2 separate regions of the Astyanax mexicanus genome follow, and region 2 is linked to region 1. A link is a contact called in public Hi-C data. All regions are on one chromosome and are shown on one strand. The core of a region is the stretch at or near the end of the contact, and the rest is flanking DNA. Distances in the headings are between cores, read along the strand shown.

Region 1 (5,935 bases), core at 1,337-3,836:
AGCAATAGGAATAAACTGAGCATTAGAAATGGATTTTAACCCTTTGTAGCATTATATTTTTATTTGTTATAAAATAAAATCACCCCACTTTTTAGTAGCTCCTTTAGTAGGGTCCTTGTTATATCAGAAAATGAGGTCATAATGTTATGCTTAATCAGTTATGCTTGATGTAAATAAAGCACATTATAGTTTTTTTTTTGTTAATATGTGGAATTGGAGAATGTGTTAAAATATGACAATTTAGGCTTTAAAAAGATTTTTTAATTAGTTTAGAAAGAAGATTAGTGATTAGGTTATTAATTAGGTTATAAACCATTAATAAGCTGTAACAACACATAAATAGGAAGGGAAACGGTGGCCTGTCGTGTATCAAATAGTGATAATAGTGATTCCACTCCTCATTTTTTTATGGTTAAACCTCAGATCAGAAACATCAGTCAGAATTAACATTTCTGTTAATACATTTATTTATTTAACTATAATAATAACATATTAAATGAGTAAACTGACTTTTTTATATTATTTTATTAGATATGTTAAAAAAAAGTCATTGTCACTGTTTGTCACTTCCAATTTATGTGTTGTAAGAGCTTATTAATGTTTTTAAAGTATTTACAACTTATAACCATTCATGAACTCCTTTATAAACTTTTTATAAACCCTTTAAAAAGGAGCCTTATTTTAAAGTGTTACCGTATATTTTATTTATTAAAGATATGTCATTAGGTAAAAGCTATTAAAGTTAAACAATAATAATATAGTGAAAGTTACCAGGATGTCGAGGCAGGCGGATTTGAGGAGGGTGATCTGGTCGGCGATGGTGAGGGTGGTGAATCCGGGGAGACGCTTGGCGAACTCTACGATTTTGATGATGCACTTTGTGGAGAGCTCACTGAACTTATCCCACAATCCCAGATCCAGCTGCACACGGTGATCCGAGCTGGAGTTCTGAGAGAGAGAGAGAGAGAGAGAGAGAGAGAGAGAGGGAGGAGGAGGAGGAGGAGGAAGAGGAGAGTGAGGCATGTTCTAAACCTCAGGAGACGCATTCGTATTCACGTCCCATAAATTTAATAGAGTTTAAATTAGGTCCAAGATAAGGGCGGCTAAATATAGAGCTTATGAAGAGCTAATATTACTGTAGGAACAAAGCTATAATCCTTATCTCCCCGAACTACAAACGCAGGATTATTCAGGCTGAATTAAAGAGGGGATGACACTCATTTATCTTTTCTACTGGAACATATATATATATATTCTATTAGGAAGGAAACGTGAAGAAATACTATATGGGTGAATATTTTATTCAGGTTTTTTTAATTTCATATAAACACTATGTAACACTGTGTAACACTAATATTTCTCATAGGTAAAAATATCAAGTTAATTACAATGATTTTAGACAATTAAAATGTTTCTTTAACACTGATATTTCATCTGAAACTCACATATTGTGCAACTATGTTTTCATTAAATGCCAATTTTAGCTTATTTTCCAATTATTTTCACTAGATTCCTGTAATTTTTCACCCTGTCTGTGTCCAGTAGCTTCCCATGACAGGGTGAACATGAAGTACTACTAATAAAAATACTGCATATAATAGTAATTAAGCTGAAAAAATATATAATTTCTGTATAGTCTTATAAATATGACATGATAACTCATGATATATAATATGATATATAGTCAATAGAATGAAAAATTACAACATTTTGGGTTCCAGAAGGCACAGTATTTTCATAATAACCCTTTTGTATAGTAGATTTGTATGCCATACCAGTCAAAAGTTTGGACACACCTCTTTTCTCTCATTCAATGTGTTTTTTTTATGTTTTTTTTTTATATATTATATTGAAGACTATAATAATAAAGCTACAGGAACACATGCAGAACTACTAAAAGTGTTAAACTAACCAGAATAAAACCACTTTTATACTAAGTTTAGCTTCACATTTCTCTTGTAAATATGTCATAATATATAGTCAATAAAATAAAATATTTTAACATTCTGAGGGCCAAAATGCACAGTATTTTCATAATAATCCTTATATTGTATTTGTATTCAGTACCAGTCAAAAGTTTGGACACACCTCTTCTTATAATACTGATATAAAAATATATAAATATAAATATAGCTATAGAGAAACACATGCTGAATTATTTAGTAAAGAAAACATGTTAAACGAAACCAGAATAAAACCAGATTTATCCTAAGTTTAGCTTCAAATTTATGTGAAGCTCCAGCTCATCTCAAATCTTCTTCTAAAATCACCATCTCAGTTCATCAGGTTTAGATTTTCACTGTTTACTACGTAATTATATTTGTGTACCTTATCCGTTCACTTAATTTTCATTTTCACGTCTTTAATATTAGTCTACAATAAGAAATAAGGTAAAACACTGAGTAAGAAGGTGTGTCCAGATTTTTGACGGGTATTATCAGTATATAAGAGTGCAGATGTGTCTGTTTGCTGTAGGCTTTAACTCACTGTGGTGTATTTTCCCAGCTGGCACAGCGAGGGGCAGGTCTCCTGGTGCGCTTTGCTCACTTTGTTCACCAGCTCCTCCAGCTCTCCGCTCAGCTCGTAGCTCTCCACCGGCACCATCTCCTCCTTCACGTCCTTCTTCTTCTTGTTGCGGTCGTTCCGCACAGCTGAGGGTCATACGGACAGACATGTCAAAACCTCCGCCATGAATCAGGACCGCCGTTCCTCCGCCAAGCTGTGATCTTAGCGGCTGGAAGTGCTCTCTGGTGTCTCTCCGCTAAACGTGCAGCCAGAGAAATGTCCTGATGCTGCTCGGCTCTGAAGTGATGGTTTGGCTGAAAATCTAAGAATCTAACGCTCAGGATTTTCCCTTACCTCAAGAGCAGACGGTCAGCCAAGACACGCTCTGTCTCAACGGTTTACTGCAGTTCTAATCTGGAGCTAAAAAGCTAACGTGGCTAACAGTAAAAGCTTATCCTGTAGTGGTCCAGCAGAATAAAGCCTAAAGCAACTATGATTGAGAGAGATCGCTGGTTAGAATCCTAGTCATGCAGCTTGCCATCAGCAACCAAAGCCCTGAGAGAGCACAATTGGCCTTAGCACAAGGCTGCGTCTGTGTGCTGATGTATCAGAACCGAGTCGCTGCGCTTTTAATCCGAGTGTTACCGCTTTTAGCAATGCTACTCGTAATGCTACAGCATCAGCAACAGTTTTTCTAAAAAGAGGCGGAGCCTGACTTCACATGTGTCGGAGGAGGCGTGTGCTAGTCTTCAGCCTCCTGGTATTAAGGCATTCCCTGGTAATTGGCCTTGTAAATCGGGTTTAAAATGGGATAAATGGGATAAAATTAGACAACAAAAAAGCTTATTTTACAGCAATTCGCACTGTGTAAAGTTGCATGAAGCTTTTGCGTATATGTTTTCTGAAACTGTGTAACATAGACCAGTAGAACCAGTAGAAAGAATCCATTAATTGGTCCCTAGAATGTCACATTTTCTTTGATTAAGCTAAATTATAAAAGTAGTGCTAGTAAAAGCCGCCAGAAAGCGTTACACTGAGGAAACCCAAGGCACAATTAGCTAGCGGTTTGCCTGACGTAGCTTGTTTTACCATATAAAAAAATTGGACTACAGTCCAATATACTTGCCTCTGAATGGCGAAAGAGCTAGTGCTGCAGTTAGCCGCTAATGCTAATGCTAATACTGCTGCTCCCGGCATTAGTGCTGGAGAAACTTTACTGAAGACTCCTCACCCGTATAACTCTGTACTTTAGTGTTCAGAGTGACTTTACTGCTCCTTAATTTTACCTGACTGATAAAATTCATACATAAGGAGCACCAAATTATAAGGAGCTCTGACAATTTTTTGGAAAATTTAAGTATTTTAGGTACACCTTATAGTGTGAAAAATATGAAATACGAATAATTTAATTTTAATTACTTTTAAAAGCTGATGAAGGATCTGGGTATAGAAACCCAGAGCCTGAACTGGCAGCATAGGTGTCAACAGCTCTGAGAATATATATATATATATATGTATACAGCCCGCCAGAATATATACGTCAGAATATATAACTCCTCGGAGTTATATATATATCTCCACACTGCCAGGTCTCTCTCTCTCTCTCTCTCTTTCTTTCTCTACCACCCCTCCTACTCCTCTCCTCCCTCCCTTTCTTTCCTTCCTCTCAGGATATCCAGTAATAGCAGAGGCACAATGTGATCCCGGACTCTACACACATCCCGCACATATAAACACACACATACATGTCCCCGCGGACACATACAGGACCAGCGTGCCACTCTCCCGCTGAGATCACCGCCGAGACCCTGGCAAGTGAACAAACACACGCTCTCGCACGCAGCCTTTACACTACTGGCACTATTGTCTTCGGCGTGACACAAATCTGTTAATGCCAGGGTCATAAAGAGGCGTTAGGAAGGGCTACCACACACATCACCCGCACTGCTGACGGATTGATGGAAAGCGGGGAGGGACTCGTTTATGAAGTGAAAACCAGTGACTCTGTTGACTTTCCCATGATTCCTCCAGCTTCCATTGTGTGTAAAATACGGACATACTGAAATAAAAGGTCACTGATATACTGAATTAACCCTGAAATTGATCTATGCTCTTTATCATGCACTCACAGATTAGTTATTTTTGTAGTACGTGGACAAATTACATTCAAAACCCAACAAGAAAGAGTACAAACAAATCTCAAAGTCAACAAAGTATCTGTTCAATAAGAGACAAGGAATATAATTATTAAGTATATAAGTGGTTCCCTGATGCATAAATGATTAATGTGTTGCTTTTTGGGAGGTGGAAAAAAATAAGAGACCATCTAAAAACAATGAGTTTCTTTGATTTTACCGATTTGAAAGCCTCTGGAATATAATCAAGAGGAAGATGGATGATCACAAGCCATCAAACCACCAAACTGAACTGCTTGAATTTTTGCACCAGGAGTAAAGCAGCATAAAGTTATCCAAAAGCAGTGTGTAAGACTGGTGGAGGAGAACATGATGCCAAGATGCATGAAAAAAACTGTGATTAAAAACCAACCAGGGTTATTCCACCAAATATTGATTATTTCTGAACTCTTAAAACTTTATGAATATCGTCGCTGTCCAATGAAAAACAATTATCTCTAAAACAGCAACTTTACAGGAGAGAGAAAAAAACTTGTAAACTTTCAATGGAAGTCAATGTAAAAAGAGTATATTTCAGGTCATTTTGAAGAGTTTCTATTGGTCCATTCATCAAGAGATTTTGGCAGAGTGTAAGGGACAGTTTGTCTGTTCAAATTATGTAGTAAACTAAAAATCGACAAAAATGAAGATAAGTGTTTTTCATTGGACAGTGACGAAATGAACTATTTTATTTTATTTTTTTTGCATTATTTGAGGTCTGAAAGCTCTGCATCTTTTCAATGATATTCTAACTTTTTTGAAAGGCACTATAGTAAGTATGCAACTGTTGACTGTTGTGTCAAGACTGTGATGTAACAGTTTGGAGGTTTTGGAAATGGCCTGTTTTTTACAGCTTTATTTTACTTTTATTATTTTAGTTTTATATACACAATCGACAAACGTGTGTTTCTGAGGTTCACTTCAGGTACCAAACACTCATAAATCAATACAGCTGTTCATTCTGGAGCAACTTTCAACCTTTTAAACTCTGCAGAATGAAAGGCGTTTTTTCTGAAGCTCCTGTTCAGAAGGACCTGCGTTTAAAATAATGTAACACAGGTAAATAGCTGCAGCGTTGGGAGCCGTGCCTGAGTTTTATTAATAATAATAATAATAATAATAATAATAATGTGAGCACAGTGTGCCTGAGAGCAATGCTGTAATCCGTGCTGATGGACATTTCTGTCCTAGCTGAGGAGTTTAGTTCTGTTTATAACGTCTGTATCTGTTTGGATGTGCCGTGCCGTGCCCCCCCG
Region 2 (5,935 bases), core at 2,081-4,580, 110 kb after region 1:
GCACCGTTCCTCTCTCATCTGACTCACACAAACACATCCCAGCGCTCCGGTGAGCGCTGAGCTTCGTACGGACTTGCTAAATTGCTCATCAGCGTCAGCAAAGCTGGCATCTGTTTAATCTCAGAAAAACTGCAGGAACAAAGCTGAGCGAGACCTGCAGCTCGCCAGGGTTTAGAGGGGGAGGGAGACGGAGATGACAGACACTGATGGCTGTCTACCTAGCCGGAGGCACAAGGTGTTTTTTTACTGCTGAGTGTGTGTGTGTGTGTGTGTGTGTGTGTTGGCAGCAGCTTCTGCTTAGTTCCCAAACACACTCTGTAATTATGCTCTGCCATAACATGCTCCTCAATGCATACGTCGCCCACAGTAATGCAGGTTCATAGCTGCTGGATAAAGTTCCACCATTTAGCACACGCCATTAACCCTGGCAACCTCCAAAACACCACGGAAACTGTGGAGAAATTCAGTGTATTTCTTTACTCTTTCTTTGGGTTCAAGTTTTTTTTTTTTTTTTTTTTTTAGTATTTACGTCTTACACTGTAATCCCAGATAAGTTGAATTTACTTTAAAAAAATTTGAGGAAACCGGTTGCATTAAAAACGTTTAAGTTTAACTTAAGTTAGCATCACTTAAAACATCAAATTATTACAACTAAATCTAAATGGGAAGATGATTTAACTTTTTTAATTGTTCTTGCTCTCTCTGGGTGGGTACAGTACAGTAGATGGTGCTCTTTCTTTTCCCCTCATCACTCCTAGGGTGATGTGGATCAGCACAAGCCTGTGTCTGTGAGCTGATGTATCAGAACCGAGTCGCTGCGCTGCTTTTCTCCGAGCGTTAGCGCTGCTGTGATGCTACTCAACAATGCTACAGCATCAGCAGCAGTTCAAAAAGAGGCGGAGTCTGACTTCACATGTGTCAGAGGAGATTTTTTTGTGCTAGTCTTAATCCATATAAATAGGAAAGAAAATGTGGTTAAAAAGGTAATAAAAAATACCATTTAAGGAACTACTTGCTGCACAAGCTTTTCAAAGTTTTCTAATAATTTTTTTTTTCTTCAGGCTATCATCTCCCACCAAATACCCTGCTTTCCCTCTGTAGGTCTAAAGCCTAAATTAACAAAAGCTCCAAATGCAATGTTTTTCAAGAAATCAAATTTCCTAAGATGTGGCGGCCTCTACCGACACTTTTAGGAATTACAGAGAAAATAAATCAGGCTTAAAACTTCAGGTAAAATAAATGTATAAAGTCGACCTGATATCTGTTTTTTGGGATGTAATATGAAATTATTATTGATGTGTAAAAGTAATTTAATCTAATTAACTTTACCTAAAACAACGTTTAGAGAGACTCTCCATAATCTAAACATAGGATAATTATGTAAATAAGTAAAAATAGGTATTTATTCAATACTCAAATATTATTAGCTTCATACAAATTAGCTTCAACGTGTTTTAAAACGTTTTAAGCGAGATTCTTAAATAGCGTATCAGTGTTTATCGCAGGGATTTCCAGCAGGGGTAATGTTAGGTCACAGTTGCTGCACTTAATGGTACAGACCCACAGGGGGCGCCTCGGAGCAACAACAACAACAATAATAATAATAATAATAATAATAATAATAATAATAATAATAATAATAATAATAATAATAATAATAATAATAATAATAATGCTTGTAACAATTCATTTTAACATTTCAATCACTAATCATTAATTCTTTCTGTCATTTATCATCCATCTATTTTAAGTAACTATATAAATATGTAAGCAGATACATCTCAATAGATGCATTATTATGATAGAATATAGCAGTTGTAACACACGTCCACCAGCTTTTTTGTTCAACCCTGTCACACAGTTCCTGTGATGTCATCATTAAGGAAATGATATGGCGCATGAACGATAGACTGCAAATAACAGGAAGTGTCACTTTATGACCATGCTCACATACCATAAAGCTTTGTATCCAGGAATAATCAGTGTAAATGTTTGTTGGGCTGCATGTAGAATCCGGATAAAACACAAAGCCAGACAACCTGCCACTGTTATAGTTGATTTATTTTTGGTCATATTTAATTTTTAGTTATTTTTTATTTTACTTTTATTCTTATCTTATTGTTTTTAGTTATTGCTATATATATATATTGCTGATATAAATATGTGCTTAGTTTTATTTAATATTTATTCAGCTGTTTGGAGTAATTATTGGGAAATAGATGAAACTCCCTCCCAACTGCAGCGTGTAACCACTAGAGGACTCCATTCCTCTGTTTGAGACACGGTTCTGTGGACTTTTCTCTTTCTTAAACACAGAGGGAATAATCAATAATCAATAATAAAGTTCCTTAAGTCAGAACATTCAAATATTTTCATTCAAAAAGAATCAAATCTTCCCATATATTATGGGATATTATGATATATAGTCTGCTAAGCAGACTACACTTCACTTTTACTACTAATATTGCCCCTTCCCAAAAATACAGGGAAGTAATAAAACATTGTAAATGTTTTAATAATTATTGAATAAGCTTTGTTTTAAGAAGAAGAAAAGGTGTGATTAGTAGCAATTAATCTCGTATTTTTTTCTGTTATTAATCTGATTCATTTATTGAGACTGATCTGACTCATTAAATAGAGTATGATAGTATAATAAAATCCAAATACTAATATTTAAAATAAGATCATATTTTAAAGACACGTCAACGTTGTTTCCGAGTTAAAAAAAAAATTAAAACATTTATTTGCATTAAGTGCTTTTTTTTTTTTTTTACAAAACCTTTTTTTATTATTTTAGGTTTGTTAAAATACAAATCACACTATTCTAAACGGAATAAAACACTGAAGGTCGGTGATGTTCCAGCTGGGAAAAATACAGAACACTTTCCTTCACGCATACTGGATTGTTATTGTTACTGGAAATTTGTCCTGGACGCGCACGCGCGCTGAATAAAACCTCAGATGACTCTGTACATGTTGATGTTTTTATATTATTATTATTATCAGTATTTTAAATATCGCGCCGACGCGCTCAATAACAGCAGCGGCAGTCACGGTGAGCCCCGCCCACAGTCCACGTGCACGCCCCCTGCCTCCATTCTCTCAGCTTGCCGCACGCGCCCTGTTTTGCATAAAATGTGTGTCAGTAGGGCAGGGATGCGGCCGGCACATGCAGCGCGCACATGCACGCGGTGGGCTTTACGGGGCTCAGCGGCGCACGCGCTCCAATGAGAGAGAGAGAGCCGCACGAGGAAGAGTCAAGGAGTGAGTAAGTGAGTGAGGAGTGCGCGAGATTACACCCCCCCCCCCCCCCACACACACACACACCCTCCCTCCCCCGTTTTAAAGTGGGTCCCTCTCAAACACAACAAAACAAAACACAAACAAGTCAGTCACATTTCCCAGTCACCTGAAAACGTGAGGCGTGCGCGAGCGAGCGAGCGTGCAGCGTGTGTGTGCGTGCGTGTGTGTGTGTGTATGTGGAGGGGTGTGTACACGCAGCAAGGTGTGTAGCTCGAGTTTTGACACTTCAGCTCCAGAGATGCTCATAACCGGCGCACGAGCACAGGTAGCTGAGAGCTGAACAGAAGAAGAACAGAACAGCAGAGGAACAGAAGAAGCCCGGCGCGCGTACCTGGGAACGTGGACACGCGCTCCTGACGGTGTATATTTTTTTTCTCGGGGGCTCGTTTTCCCAAACTGAGCGAGTGGCACACTTGCCTCGTGCCCTGAGCTCGCTCCGTCCCGCTCGTGCGCGCTCTACTCACCGGCTTTCCGGTTCTGAGTCCAAGAATCTGAGGCTCACCTGACTTAAGACTTCAAAAACAAAAGTTACTGAAGACTGAATTCACTCAATTCACTTCAAGCGCGAGAGAAACATATCAAGGATGGACAACAGCCCAGGTAAGCAAAGAACGTTGATTAAACGTTGCAGTTTTGCTTGCATTACATTGCGTTACCATTTAATGTTGATGATGAATGCAAAGACAACCTTTAAACAACACTTATTCAGCATTAAATTATAGTTTAGTGTTGAAATTCTGACATTAGATCAAAGTTTATTAAATGAAAGAATTTGCATGTTTAGGTGGAAGATGCACCAACACTAACAATCATTATAATAAAATTAAGCATTATTGCTATTTAAATGTTCTTTATCACAATGCAAAAGTACAAACTAAATATTATACTTATCATTCATGTAAGTAAAGTTTAAGATAAAACAAACATATAAAACCATAATGTTGCACAAATGAATCAAATGTGAAGTCAAAGATCAACATTTCCATTTCATTAGATAAGAGAATATTTTGCTGCCTGCAAACGCTGCATGTTTATTTGCTTGTTTGCTTGTTTATATATTTGTTTGTAAATAATAATAATAATACATAATAATGGACTGATAATGATGATGGTGATCTATAGTAAAAATATGAATATATTCATAGTAGTACTATTTCAAAGCTATTGCTGGTAGTAAGACAAAAAATGAGCATAATAATGATTATAACTAATACTAGCACTTATAATAATACTACTAATGATGATATAACCCTAATATACTAACATTGATATTACCACTAGTAATAGGTACAATGTTGTTAATATTTTACTATACTAACAATGTAAAAAAATAAATAAATGATAATAGTGATGGTGCTCTTACTGATACTAATACTGCCATTACCACTAATAATAAAAATAATAATGATGCTAATATTCCTAATATTTCTGTTATCACTAATAATGATGCTCATGGTTATGTTAGTGCTGATTTTAATACTGTTATTACCACTAGGGTTAAATCCAAGGATGTAAACATTTTGCTAATTTAACTATGCTATTGCAACTATTAATAGTAATTAACCATTACGTGAGGATGATGCTGATACTATGATAATGATAAAAAAAACATTAAGAAATACTCTTATTACTGTTGGTAGTGCAAAAACTAATGCTGCAATTTACTTTAATAACAGTGATGCTAATACTGATACTGATGCCACAGATTTATATCAATAGTTTATATGCTGTTTATATATACATGTATAATTGAGCATGAATCACTATTTGAAGATCGTTGACTAAGAAAATTTCTGGATTTACAGTACATTACTGCATTACTGCACTGTCATGTTTGCTGAGGTCTGCTGAACTCTATATAGTATATGTAGTATATATCTTATAGAATATGTTGCATGGTTAGAAGTGCACGCTGGCTGCAGGATGCATGCACATGCATGCTAGAAGAACTATGTCAAGCATCTGCGTTGCCGCGCGCTGGATTGTCGTATCTGTATCTGCAGTCGTTTGCTCATAGCTAATGCATCTACAGTCTGAAGGAGTGCTGTGAGCTATGGGCACGAGCGCGCTTATCTCAATCACACCTCATAACGCGTCTCTGCGGCTCCAACAGTCAGTGTAAAAGGAAGTGAAGTGTGTTTTGAAGCGCCTCCTGCAGGCTTGAGGAGTAAAAGACAATAATATAGTTATATAGATGTTTTGTAGACGATTTGTGCAACATAGTGATGTATGCATGACACACAGAGCATCATATCATGCTCAAGACGTCTAGGATCAATGGGACTCAATTTGACACAATGAGACTCAATGGGACTCCGTGGGACAGTGAGACAGTGCTTGTCCCCCTAAGGTTGTCCCCAGGCCACGCGGGCCTCGCAGCAGCATTAGTCGCATTAGTCCACTTCTTTGCCCTTTAATTGCGTGGGGGTGATTCACGTCCAAAGGCTGAAGTCAGTCACGTTCCTGGACAGGTGATGCGAGAGCACTGTCTCGTGCGCGCTCGCGCCCTTTCGACTCCTTGGACTCGGCGGAAATCCTGCTTTGCACATGTGCGACTAATATGTGGCACGCTATACATCACACGCCCCGTTTTTTTCCACCAGCTACAGTAATCACAGATAATAATGCACAC

What was found. A called contact is a pair of places that touch in the nucleus more often than the background predicts.
Region 2: a Hi-C map of muscle shows a contact between it and region 1, with 14 times the contacts expected there. The contact joins the promoter of nr1d4a here to the enhancer-like site in region 1. A contact is called at or near these places in 2 of 3 Hi-C or Micro-C datasets (both in muscle).

Annotation. Positions count from the first base shown.
Region 1 is chr13:1,223,530-1,229,464 of AstMex3_surface, forward strand. rarga (retinoic acid receptor gamma a) reads right to left here. Exons shown (of 9, transcript XM_022677083.2): 5 at 2,488-2,651; 6 at 772-948. Among protein-coding and RNA genes, the nearest start is that of calcoco1a, 45 kb to the left of the region's middle. Within about 2 kb of position 2,587, the one cell type or tissue checked has an H3K27ac peak away from gene starts, as active enhancers do.
Region 2 is chr13:1,329,238-1,335,172 of AstMex3_surface, forward strand. It overlaps nr1d4a (nuclear receptor subfamily 1, group D, member 4a), which reads left to right and starts at 3,331. Exons shown (of 8, transcript XM_022677081.2): 1 at 3,331-3,903. The coding sequence starts at 3,888.